Regions from separate parts of the Mus musculus genome. Here all the other regions are linked to region 1. A link is a contact called in public Hi-C, Micro-C and promoter capture Hi-C data. All regions are on one chromosome and are shown on one strand. Each heading gives the region's core, a stretch centred on a gene start, on an enhancer-like site or on the middle of the called end of the contact. The rest is flanking DNA. Distances are from core to core; before and after follow the strand shown. Region 1 holds the start of Zfhx3 (zinc finger homeobox 3). Region 2 has its middle 94 kb from the start of Gm42040. Region 3 holds the start of Wwp2 (WW domain containing E3 ubiquitin protein ligase 2). Region 4 holds the start of Psmd7 (proteasome (prosome, macropain) 26S subunit, non-ATPase, 7).

The links. Promoter capture Hi-C pulls out the DNA fragments that hold promoters and counts their contacts. Hi-C and Micro-C count contacts between places; a contact is called where the count stands out from the background.
Region 2: a contact with region 1 is called in a promoter capture Hi-C map of cranial neural crest. The contact joins the enhancer-like site here to the promoter of Zfhx3 in region 1. A contact is called at or near these places in 2 of 39 promoter capture datasets (cranial neural crest and liver), 4 of 115 datasets of contacts at active chromatin or transcription factors (embryonic forebrain, embryonic midbrain, forebrain and 1 more) and 1 of 9 other capture datasets (embryonic stem cells).
Region 3: a Micro-C map of the HL-1 cell line shows a contact between it and region 1, with 1.9 times the contacts expected there. The contact joins the promoter of Wwp2 here to the promoter of Zfhx3 in region 1. A contact is called at or near these places in 1 of 39 promoter capture datasets (the 3T3-L1 cell line), 2 of 484 Hi-C or Micro-C datasets (the HL-1 cell line and bone marrow-derived macrophages) and 4 of 115 datasets of contacts at active chromatin or transcription factors (embryonic forebrain, embryonic stem cells and extraembryonic endoderm stem cells).
Region 4: a contact with region 1 is called in a Hi-C map of reprogramming fibroblasts, with 6 times the contacts expected there. The contact joins the promoter of Psmd7 here to the promoter of Zfhx3 in region 1. A contact is called at or near these places in 12 of 39 promoter capture datasets (the 3T3-L1 cell line, cranial neural crest, embryonic stem cells and 7 more), 7 of 484 Hi-C or Micro-C datasets (the HL-1 cell line, adipose-derived mesenchymal stem cells, cranial neural crest and 4 more) and 15 of 115 datasets of contacts at active chromatin or transcription factors (the NIH/3T3 cell line, differentiating embryonic stem cells, embryonic brain and 7 more).

What each region holds. Positions count from the first base shown.
Region 1 is chr8:108,713,113-108,716,058 of GRCm38.p6, forward strand. It overlaps Zfhx3 (zinc finger homeobox 3), which reads left to right and starts at 1,532. Exons shown (of 10, transcript NM_007496.2): 1 at 1,532-2,218.
Region 2 is chr8:107,684,015-107,686,863 of GRCm38.p6, forward strand. No RefSeq gene overlaps it. Among named protein-coding and RNA genes, the nearest start is that of Gm42040, 94 kb to the right of the region's middle. Within about 2 kb of position 1,442, at least 16 of the 459 cell types and tissues checked have an H3K27ac peak or open chromatin away from gene starts, as enhancers often do.
Region 3 is chr8:107,434,758-107,437,670 of GRCm38.p6, forward strand. Wwp2 (WW domain containing E3 ubiquitin protein ligase 2) reads left to right here and starts at 1,613. Exons shown (of 24, transcript NM_025830.4): 1 at 1,613-1,684.
Region 4 is chr8:107,586,990-107,589,925 of GRCm38.p6, forward strand. Psmd7 (proteasome (prosome, macropain) 26S subunit, non-ATPase, 7) reads right to left here and starts at 1,493. Exons shown (of 7, transcript NM_010817.2): 1 at 1,290-1,493. The coding sequence starts at 1,363.

The DNA of each region.
Region 1 (2,946 bases), core at 282-2,781:
CAAAGAGATTTCTGGAGGGGGGGGTCATCTTCTGAGAGGAGATTCTCCCCCCCCCCACCTTGCCTATCTCCTCGTCTTTATGCATTATTCATTGCCACTTTTTCAATTAAATTATTAATTGGTTTTCTTTAAGGTGTTCCTGACTCGTGTGGCTAACATAAATAACAGTGTGTTTTGAAAACACCACCTGTTCTTGAGCCCGAGGTCAGGCAGCCTGAAGCAGGTCTATGGAGGCCATACTCTGGCTCAAAAACCCATCCTCCCCCAACCCCCCCAGACCTGCTCTCCCCCTTCCCCAAGTTTGACTAAATTTGGCCTCTGCCCTCCTTTGTCCCTAATCAGACATGATTCCCCAGAGGCAGCTCTTTTCTCCCAAGGTCCTAGCTTGGGGTGGGGGAAGGGAGACGGCGATTGCAATCTTTTTTTTTTTTCTTGTGCTAAAATATAGACAGGGTAACAGACTGCGCCCAACAGGTTAGGTATTTACATCGATTTGAAACCGAATTCTATTGTACCAAAATGCTTCCTACATTGGGGCCCTGTAGTTTTCACCAAGCAAGCCTCCCCCTTTCCTCCCTGTTAGTGTGTGTTTAATGCAAATACGATTCCATACATTCTGCTCTTCGCCGGGTGAGCTTATTATATTTCTAACACTTGCATGGTTCATTATTGTGCAGTAGGAAAAGACTCGCGGCTGCCGGGGGCAGCCTGGGTGGCTGGTTTTCAGAAAGAGAAAAAGCAGGTGTCTTTCTATGCTGGGAATGAAGACTAGATTTAGGAGGAGGGTGGAATTCTGTCTGAGAGGACTGGAGCCTTCCGGTGAGATTTCAAGGGGGCCTGCCTTTGCATAACAGAACGCCAAAGGTGAACCTTGGGAGACCTAGAAGTGCCCAGCTGTCGCTGTGACCAGCCGAGGTAGCCCCGTTGGGTTTGATCCTGGTGGTAGAATCGTCTTGAGCCGGGCCACCTTTCTTGCCCTGTCTGAAATGCTCTGTGGCTCCTAAGGGCAGTCTCCTGATCCTGACAGCGGGTGGTTCCAGGCTGCTTGGCCTTTTCTAGTCGTTTCTTGCTCTCCTCTTCTCCCCCTCTCCTTAGAAACTGTCCTTAAACTCTCAATGGAGAGTGAGTGAGTAGGGGATGTTTTCGTAAGTTTCTGCAGCTGAAAAACAGAAGTGCTCTGTGAAGCAGTTAATAGGATGGGTGTGTGTTTCAAATAAATTCCTGTCCACATTGGCTAAAGTCCCCATGTTAGAGTGGCCTGGCTCTGACGTGGACAGGGCCCAGAGACTGATGGATCAGGGTTCGGAGGCCCCGACTGCTTGTTCTTCTCTTTTGGGGGAGAGACTGGGGGTGGCCGAAGGCGCGTCCGTTTCTTCCAGGCCGGCCTTTGACTTTTGATGAGCGGTGCGGTCAGTGCCTCGCGGGGACGCGGCTTTGTTCCTGCCGGGCCGGTTCCTGGGTTGGTGCAGGCCAGGGCAGCCAAGGCTCCTGTCCCCAGGCGAGTGCGGCCCAGGCCGCCTCCAAGGCTGGTGCTGGGAGCCCGGGCCCGGCAGCTCCGGCCCTGCTCCTGTGTGTTTGTGCGTCTATGTCCCCAGGTCCCCGCAGGCGCGCGGGCGCGGCCACCGCGAGCAGCCCGGCCTGCGCCCAGCGCGACTGTAGATGTCAGGCTTTGCCCGGGGAGCCGAGAGGCTGCGGGGCTGTGAGTTTCAAATTAACCTTCCGCTTTGTTGCTGTGTAATGTGGATCCCCGAAGGCCCCCCGCCCCGCCCGCCCCCCTTCCTCGGGCGGTGCGCGCTGCAAACTGCGAGTTGAGCTTCATTTACATAAAGCGATTCCGGGCGGGCGGGCGGGCGAGCGGGCGGCGCAGGAGGAGGAGAGAGGCGGGCAGGCCGGGACGGGGACCGGGACGCAGCGCCGCGCCCCGTGGGTGAATCCCCGCCGCGCCTGGGGGACCTCCCTCCCCGGGGCAGCCCGCAGATCGCCAGCCCCGGGCCGCCACCATGCGCGCCCCGCCCCTGCCGCCAGGCCCCTCGCTCCTAGCCTGCGCCACCGCCGAGCCCGGGGGGCAGCGGGAGGTGGGGAGAATGCCGCCTGGGGTGGGTAAGTTCGGGGCTCCGCTGCCACTGGAATCTCCCGTTGTCGCGCTGCCCGGCGTGGTGGCCCCCGGACCTCCGAGTGCCTCCTTCCTCCTGAGGTGTACGGAGGCTTTGTGTGCCAGGTGAGTGCAGCCTCCCTCCCCCGCCGCGCCGCTCGCAGCCGGCCTAGCGCTGGAGGCAGGTGCTGCGAGTGAGTCTTGGCTGAACTTCCCATTCTCTTGGGGCGTGTGGGGGAAGGGCAGGCTTGGATGCACTTGAACTCCTAGACTCCAGGAGGAACCTACCTGGGGAGAGAGTGGCTTAGAGTCTGCTGGGCACCAGAGTACGTTCTTCCTCCTATCTCCTCTTGCTTTTCCTTCCCGACCTCCTCCTCCTCCTCCTCCTCCTGCTTTTGGGTTAGTTCCTACCTTGTTAATACTTGGGGGTACTGGTGCCATTGAGAACTTTGGATTCTTTGGTCTAAAACACACCTTCAGCTGCCGGGGGGGGGGGCGGTTATGAAGGAAAGAGAGAGAGAGAGTGAGAGTGTGTTAGAAGTCGCTGGTCAGTTTGCAGCAATGTGAAGAATGTGCCTGTTTGGGGAGTAATTAAAGAGAGAATCAGGGCAGAGCTGGCGGGACCTATGGAGATCATCTTGGCCTGGCTGCTCTCTAATTTCGGTTTGTTCTTCTGCCAGAACCGGTACAGCATTTATTTTGGGGGGCGGGAAGTACGAAGGAAAGGTAAGATTTTTTTTTTAAACTCCATTTAAAGAGGAGAGATATCCAAGTTAGGGTAGCAACAAGAAAAATAACAACAAAAAAACCAAAAACAAAACCAAAACAAAATCCAACTCAAAGTCATTTTGTAG
Region 2 (2,849 bases), core at 192-2,691, 1.0 Mb before region 1:
TAGTGGAAATGAGCCAAAGCTATTGGACTAGGCATATATTCGTATATAAGAAGTCTCAGAGTTGTTATTTTGGGGAACTTGGGAGTGGGTAGGAAAGTGTGTGGTTACAGACATGACATGTATAATGAAATAGTTACAGAAAGAGAGCCACACCAGGTCCTCCCTGGAGCTACAGAGAGCTACACTAGGTCCTCCCTGGAGCTACAGAGAGCCACACCAGGTCCTCCCTGGAGCTACAGAGAGCCACACTAGGTCCTCCCTGGAATTAGTTGTACTCATTCTGGGGCCACTTAAAATTTTTTTTATTGCATTTCGAAGGTGTCAGATCCCTTGGCACAAGAGTTACTGACAGTTGTGAGGTGCCACATGGGTGCTGGGAATTGAACCAAGGACCTCTGGAAGAACAGTCAGTGTTCTTAACCTCCGAGCCATCTCTCCAGACCCAGTTCTGGTGTCACTTTTGAGAAAAATGTTTTTCTTCATTATGAACTACATGTCCCAAGTCAAACCCTACAAGCAAAGTCACTGGATGCTAGGGCTGGCTAATGAGTGTTTTTGAAGGAATTCAAAAGGATACCATAAAAAACTAATGACTATGTATTGTGCTATAATTTCAATTTTTTTCAAATGTACAAGAATGTATTAAAAATAAATTACTAACTTCTACAGCTTCCATAAAGGTTCATTCGGAGTAGTTGGGGAAGGAAAAAAAAAACCCTTTTATAAAATACAGGAACCATCTTGGGTTAAACAAATGCCAGAAAAAATTATAATTGTAAAAACGCGATGTTGGCTATCGTTATTCCAGTGGCTGTGTTGTTTCCAATAACAGTTTGGCGCTGTATTTAGTCTGTAGCAATCTACAATTGAAATATAAAATAAAGATTTTTCTTTTATTTCCCTCTGAAGTTCTGGGCCAAGCTAAGCAGAGCGGACCTGAAGCATCTGCGGTTGATTAAAACAAGCTTTCCTATGGGGTTTCGAGTAGAAAGTAAACATGGATCCTATCCACAGTCAACAGCATTTACAAATGTGAAGAGAGGAAGCTACCGAGTGTTTGGAGAAGGAACTACTATAAAGGAGGCAGAAACACGGAGTGGCAGATGGTGAAAATGAGTTCCATACGGTCAAAGGCTGCGTTCAAAGGAAAACGGGCAGCGAGCGGTTCTGGCTGATGATACTTTATTGATGCGATTTTTTTGCGTCTTATTTTCTACCTTTGACTTTTGAGAAGTGTCTCGCCTCAAGATGCCAGAAAAAGGTGACTCCCGTGAAAGAGAAGAGGGATTTTGTTCTGCTAGCTTGTTGGGGGTTGATGCAGCCAATGGAGCGCCCCCTGGAGGCTCTACCTGGAAGTTGTCTCTAATTGGCAAAGTGCTTGCTGCTCAGATGAGAACCTGAGTTTGATGTTGGACACCTGGTAAAAGCTTGGAATCTTAGCGTTGGGGAGGCAAGACATGAGGATCACTGGAGCTTGCTGGCTATGTTAGCTGAATCAGCCCGTTCTCGGGAGACCGCGTCTCAAAAACACAAACTTACAAAAGACAAGGGTTGTGGCTCTCGGGGCGCAACCCCTGAGACTCAGACACACAAACAGACACACACAGGCAACCCCCCCCCCCCCCCCAATTCTACACGCGCGCACATGTTCTCTAATTCTTTCTGTTTACCTTGGGTTTGGGGTCAATTGTGTTTTTCTAACTTAGTGAGATTATGTCACTGATTAGGTGCCAAATGGGATTCCAATTCTGCCTCTTAAACTTCCTAAGCTGTTTGAGCCTGGGAAATGACGAAGCACCCGTGCCTCATGGCCTTTCATCTTCAGAGTTGGCTGCTGTAATAGTCATCTCCCATTTGTGTCCCCGACTCTCTCCAGTGGTTGCCTACAAGGACAGCGTACCCAACGCTGTATATTTTTCTGTCCTGGACATATATACCTAAAAGAAAATCATGTTTATAAGTTAAACATGGTAAGAGATTAGTGATAGTATATAATATAATAAAATGATTGGAATAATATGCTGTAGCAAGTCACGTGGATGCGCTCTCTGTTTTTAAGTTGCCGAGGAGAGCCACGCGCTCAGACTGGGTACCAATGGAAAATTCACGTCTTCGAAGGGCCAGGATGGACTAGTGGCAGAGGTCATCACTCAGGATGACAATTTAAGATTAGACCATAGTTATGCAAATTTCTGTAAATATTTCTGGACTGTTGTTACCCATGATAAGTGAAACTACAGACAGTGTGTGTGTAGGCTAGAGTACTACTAGCCTTTGTGATATTTATTTGTTTGTTTGTTTGCTTATTTATTTATTGTGTGTGTGTGCTGGTCAGAGGACACCTTGTGGATTTTCTCCTTCCACTGTGGGTTCCAGAACTCCCAGTTGTCAGGGTGGCTTAGCAAGCACTTTTACGGCTGAGCCGTCTCACCGAAGCCTAAATGTGGAAGTGTTATAAAGAGTAAAATGAATTTGTCTAGGTAAAATGTCTACCAGGGTCCTTTGGATGGCTGTAAAAATGGCCATTCTAGGCCCCCACACTAGTACTCTGGGGTCAGTGTCTCTGCAGTTTGTTGACCACAGACCAGTCATTAAGTTTTCCTTTTTTGCTTGTTTTCTTGAAGCAGTGTTTCACCATGTAGACCAGGCTAGCCTTTCTTCATGTTATAATTCCCTGCCTCAGCTCCTCATCCTGGGGATTATAGGCGTACACTACTGCGCCTGCTCAGCAGACTAAAACAAACCATTCACCTCATGGTTGTATTCCCGAATTTAGTAAGCTACCTGTACTGCTATGATAGTACATGTATTTTATGCCATTTATACAAGCTAGACATTTTAAAAAAAGA
Region 3 (2,913 bases), core at 363-2,862, 1.3 Mb before region 1:
GTAAGAGCACTGACTGTTCTTCCGAAGGTCCTGAGTTCAAATTCTAGCAACCACATGGTGGCTCACAACCACCCATAATGGAATCTGGCGCCCTCTTCTGGTGTGTCTGAAGACAGCTACAGTGTACTTATAATAATAAATAAATAAAATCTTAAAGAAAGAAAGAGAGAAAGAAAGAAAACAGAGACATAATCCACCAAAGTCCCCAGTTCTGGGAAAGTCTCTAGATGCATTCATCTCGCCTTTTGGCTTCTGTAGTTCTGTTGCTGTTTCTGCTAACTGGAGCATGTCGACCCAGGACGCGAATTTTGCGCTTAAAACCTCGCCCCGAGAAAGGCTTGATACTACACAGGGATCCTGAACACCCAGTGTAGTCACAGGGTGGCTAATAAAGACTTTCTCTTGGTAGATACCCCACAGCAAAGACACCGGACACACAGGTGGTACACAGATACACTTCAAGAGAAACATCTATGTAATAAAATACAAATGAAAATGTAATATTTCAGTTAACAAAAACCCAACAAAAATCCAGGTAATCAGAACAATTAACTCGGTGGTGGATGCCAGCCTAGGTTACATAAAATCTTGCCCCACCTGTCTCCTCTCTCACCCCTAACCCTCCACCCCAATGGTATAAACTGGTAATCCTAACTACTCAGAAGCTAAGGCAATGGAATTAAAAGTTCTTGGCCAGTTGGAGCATTTAAAATAAGACCCTGTTCCAAATAAAAACCAGAAAGGAAGCAAAATGGCTGGGAACATAGGTCAGTTGGGACGCCCTGGACTAGTCACGTTCAACTGTCAATCTTGCAAAACCCAGAAAGTTTCTGTTGTCCAGGCTACGGTGAGGTATGTCTACAATGCCAGGAATCAGGTGGCCAAGGACAGCGCTGGGTTCCAGGTCAGCCAGGGTTACTTACATAGATTCCCTGTTTGTTAATTCATAATGTTCAGTTTACTCCGTAGGGGAGGGGAGCGGGGGGGGGGGGATGGGAGTTGGTTCCCCATGGGGAAGACACGTAGGGACTCCGGAAGTTTTGAAAGGGTGTCAGGTTGTCGTGTGTCATGTCCCATGCTCCACTCCCGTCCCTCTTTCCAGTTTTGCTTCTTGGAACAACAGATGCCTTACAAAGGCCAGGGCATTTATACTTCTAGAACTGAGAACAAGGCCTTACAGAGTTGGCACAAGCTAACGACATTACATGGGATGCTCAAGTTTGATCAGTATACATCTGTGGTACCAAAACATCCTTTGCAAATTTGGGGACATGCTTAGAGTTACACGGTTTATCTGACACTCAAGTTTGGAGGGGGGGAGCGTACTGTTTTTTATCCAGCAACTCCTTCAAGACTTGACTTAACTGATCGGATGGTCTTCTCCCACCTGTACCATGGCGGGAAAACAACTGTACTTGCTTCCAAAGGCATACATAAAGACCCCGGGGCCCGGTGAGCCCTTATTTTATACGTTTGCTCGGGCACAGCCCGGGTGATCCTTGCAATCCCGGCCCTGAGCGGGTCAAACGCTCGCCGCCCGGGTCCTAGGTGGTCCGCACCTGCGCGCCCCGGCCAGCCTCTTCCGGGTCAGGTGACCGCGCACGCCCACGTGACCCGGCCCGAGTGCGGGCGCTGGAAGGCGGAAGTGGAGCGGAGTTAGGCGCCGCTGGTGTGGCCGCGGCAGGTAGGTGGCGCGGGGGCACTGGGGGGCTCGGCAGCGAGCGGGCGGCGCGGGGCAGCCAGGGGGCGGCGGGCGGCGCGAGGGGCCGGGGGCGGCGCGGGGCGGGCGCCGGGGGGCGGCGGCTTCCTGTGGGAGGGGCCTGGCGCGCGGTTCCGGCCTCCGAGGAGGGATGTCCCGGCTCGCGCCCGGGCGGGGTGGGCGCGGGGCCCGGCGGGAGTCGCCCGCTGGTGGCGCTTCCGGAAGGAGACCCCCAGCCCCGGGTGCCTGCGGTGCGGAGGAGCCGTGTCTGTCTGGGAAGGGGGCCCGACCTCAGCCGGGGAAGACTCATTTGCTCCCTGGAAGGGGCTGCCTGGGAGTGGGCGTCTGGCTTGTAGGGACAGGGAGAAAAAAATCTGGACGATGCGGCCTGGACCCCATTCCAAGAGTCTTTTTTCCTTCCGTCCTCTTTAAAAAGGATGGCGATCCGGGACTTTGATACCGGTTCTGTTCAGTTCTTTAAACTTCAGGAGGGATCCCTGAGTCTTGATCGTCTGACTCTGGTCACACCCACTTTGCCCTGTTTGGGTAGGGTTTCCACTTGTTGGGAACCTTGCCCATCAGATCGTCTTTCTTTGAGATGCTCCCGGATCGGGTCATCTTGGAGGCCACCAAAAAAAAAAAAAAAAAAAAAAAAAAAAAGACGTGTAGGTGCTTTGCTGTGATCATAACAAGACTTTTAACCTACACTGTTGTTGGCGACCTGGGCCGGCGTTACCTCAGCAACGCATTGACTGCTGAAGTCATGGACAGTTGAAAGTCTGCCCATACCGATTTGAGACCTCTCAAGCTTAAATTATGCAGCTTCCTTTACCATGTGACTGCTTATCTTGACCAGCTGTGACTAGGTGGGGTGACTGAGAAGTTTCTCTTGTGTTCCTTAGAACTGTGACCTAGATCGTAGTTTTTGAGGTTAAAAATACCCATCTTAAGATTCTTCATCCTCTAGGCCTAGGCCTGAAGATGGCTCCAAGTTCCAAGCCAGCCTAAATAAACAAACAGGCCACCCTCTTTTCCCTTCACTTTTGCTAAGGTTTGCAGAAGTGAAGCAAAGTTTATGAATGCAACGAAGGTCAGGGTTCAAATGGGACATTGACAGGAGCCAGAATCACAGGTCGCTAGGGGGGAAAAAGCACTTTGCATTAATATATTAGGAGTTGAAGACTTGGGGGGTATATTATAAGCATTTAAAAGTT
Region 4 (2,936 bases), core at 243-2,742, 1.1 Mb before region 1:
CTCCTCGCTACACTGAAATCTCTCCAGGGATGAAGATCTAAGAGAAGTACCAGTTTTGTTTTTTTTTGTTTGTTTGTTTTGTTTTTGTTTTTTTTTTTTTCCGAGACAGGGTTTCTCTGTGTAGTCTTGGCTGTCCTGGAACTCACTTTGTAGACCAGGCTGGCCTCGAACTCAGAAATCCGCCTGCCTCTGCCTCCGGGGTGCTGGGATTAAAGGCATGCGCCATCACGCCCAGCAAGAATTGTTTTCTTTAGCCACTAACAAACTGCATATTTGGAAACAACTTAATTCTATGCTAAGGAAACACACAAGCCACAGTGAAAGTAACATTACACCTCTCTAACCCACTAAAACTACTTCAAACAACGAGTTTCCACATGCCAAAGGAAACTTCATCCACGAGTCTTTAAAGCCCCTCCATCTGTTCCTTGATACAACTACCAACAGTGTCTGCACCCCCCCCCCCCATTCTTACCAATTGTTAAAATAAAGCTTAAACAGTGTTCACCCCATCAGGGCCCCTAGTATCCCAGGCATTCCGAACAATACAACTGAATTCAGACTCAAAAGGCTCCGTCTTGAGGTTTTTTTTTTTTTTTTTTTTTTTTGGCTCTGGTTGAGTTAGCTGCACAAAGCCTGCTTCAGACCAGGCACTAGCGCCGACTTGACTGCAAGTAGACTCCCTACTGGACCTTCATATTTGTTAACTCCTCACACTAATTATCTTGTAAAACTTCCGAACACGTGCAACAGGTCTGGCCGGATGAACGGCTGGAGCAGGCAAGGGTGGCAGTGAGCTACCCAAGGGAACTGTAGGCTGGCCCCAATCTGCACCTGCCTCGTTTTTAGAGGAACAAGCCGACACCTTATTCATTCCCATTTTAAAGGTACCATTCGACCAGAATCCCAAATCGAAACTTGGCTATGATCCCTGCCTCATCCAGAAAATCGTTCATCGGGGACTCCGAGACCGGGGTTTCAGTGACAGCTTTTACAGGCACGGGCACACGAGACTGAAGCTCGGTCTTAAACGGCGCCCAGCCGTTCTGGGAAAAGGCGCGGCCTCGGCGGGTAGCATCGTTCCGGCTCCGGGGCCTCGCCAGGCGGGCCAGACTCAGGAGTGGCGGCCTCGGTGGGGGTGCGAGGCTGTCAATGGGTACCGAGCACCGCGGTGTGGAGCCGCTGGGGTCGCTTGTCCCAACCCGTGTCCCCGGCCGCCGCGTTTGTGCCCGGCGCGCCCGTGACTCAGCAGCCCTGCGCCGTGTGGCCGCCACGCGCCACCCGCTCACCGGTTGAAATGATCCACCACACTGAGCAGCACCAGGGGGTGAACCACCACCTTCTGCACCGCCAGCTCCGGCATCGCGACACAGCCCGACCACCGGCCCGGCTCCCTGCAACCCGCAAACACCAGCAACCGCAGCGACACAGGCCGCTCCTCCAGGCCCCAGCACCTCCCCTTCCGGTTTGACCGCCGCTGCACAGTCGACTTCCGCTCCCAGAGCGCTTTGCGCTCGTGCCCGCCCTGTCGCCAGGGGCGCCATCTTGAGAAAGGGAAAGAACCGCCTTGCCTTCTGTGGGACTTAGGCTATTGACGAAGCTTGGCATTGAGCCTTTCCCTAGGTTTTTGTTTTTGTTTTTGTTTTCGTTTTTGTTTTTCCTCAGTTGTTTGCCAGCTCACCATTTCTCCTCCTTGGAAGGTTGTAGAAAAAGGCAGATAAACATAAGTAGTAACAGCGTGTACTTCTACTAATCAAATAATTAACGACATATATTTAACTTTCTTTTTTTTTTTTCAAAGATTTACTTATCTATTATATGTAAGTACACTGTAGCTGTCTTCAGACACACCAGAAGAGGGAGTCAGATCTCGCTACGGATGGTTGTGAGCCACCATGTGGTTGCTGGGATCCGAACTCTGGACCTTCGGAAGAGCAGTCAGGTGCTCCTACCCACTGAGCCATCTCACCAGCCCTTAACTTTCACTTAACACTTTAAGTCAGCACTGTTTCAAAATTTCCCAGAGGAGTTTCATTTGTTTGTTTGTTTGTTTTTGGGTTTTGGTTTTTGTTTTGTTTTGCTTCTTTTTTTTTTTTTTTTTTTTTTTTTGAGACGGTGTTTCTTTATGTAACAGCCCTGGCTGTCCTGGAACTCACGTTGTAGACCTGACTGGCCTCTACCTGCCTCTGTTCCCTGAGTGCTGGAGTTAAAGTCATATGCCATCACACCTGGTTTTTATTTATTTATTTTTAATGTTTTATTTCATTGCTTTTGAAGTTGGGCCTTCTATGACATTGACTAGCATGGAAATTGTTGTATAGTCCAGGGTGGTCCCCTGTCTCTACCTCCTCCTAAGTACAAGGGTGACAGCATATGCGACCACACGTGGTTTAGAGATGCTCTCGGTCTCTAACACCAAGGGCACACTTTGGGTGTATGACTGGATACTTTATCTATAGTTTTTATTTCTGGGAATTTTCCTTAATGCTCACTGTGACATAATGAGTGCAACAACATTCAGGTTTTGTTAATCCCAAAGATTTGGGGAGAAAGGCCACCAACCCAAAACACCATGGCTAAATTAATTAAAATTAATTAATTAAAGCAAGCATTTTTATTTATTCAATTTAATTTAGTTTTTATAGGGGTCCCCAATTTCAATTCAATGCTTGGGTGTAAGTATCTGTCTGTCTAAGTCAACTGCTGGTAGGGCCTCTTAGAGGACAGCCATGCCAGTCTCCCGTCTGTAAGCATATCATAGCTTTAAAACAAGCATTTTTTTATTTGTGTACATGGGCTGTCTCTTCCTAAAAACGGGTGTGTGTGTGTGTGTGTGTGTGTGTGTGTGTGTGTGTGTGTGTGTGGTGGTGCTGGTGCAGGGGATGGTTCAAGAAATCAGCATTGGGCATGAGAAAGACAAGGTTTTTATAGCTCAG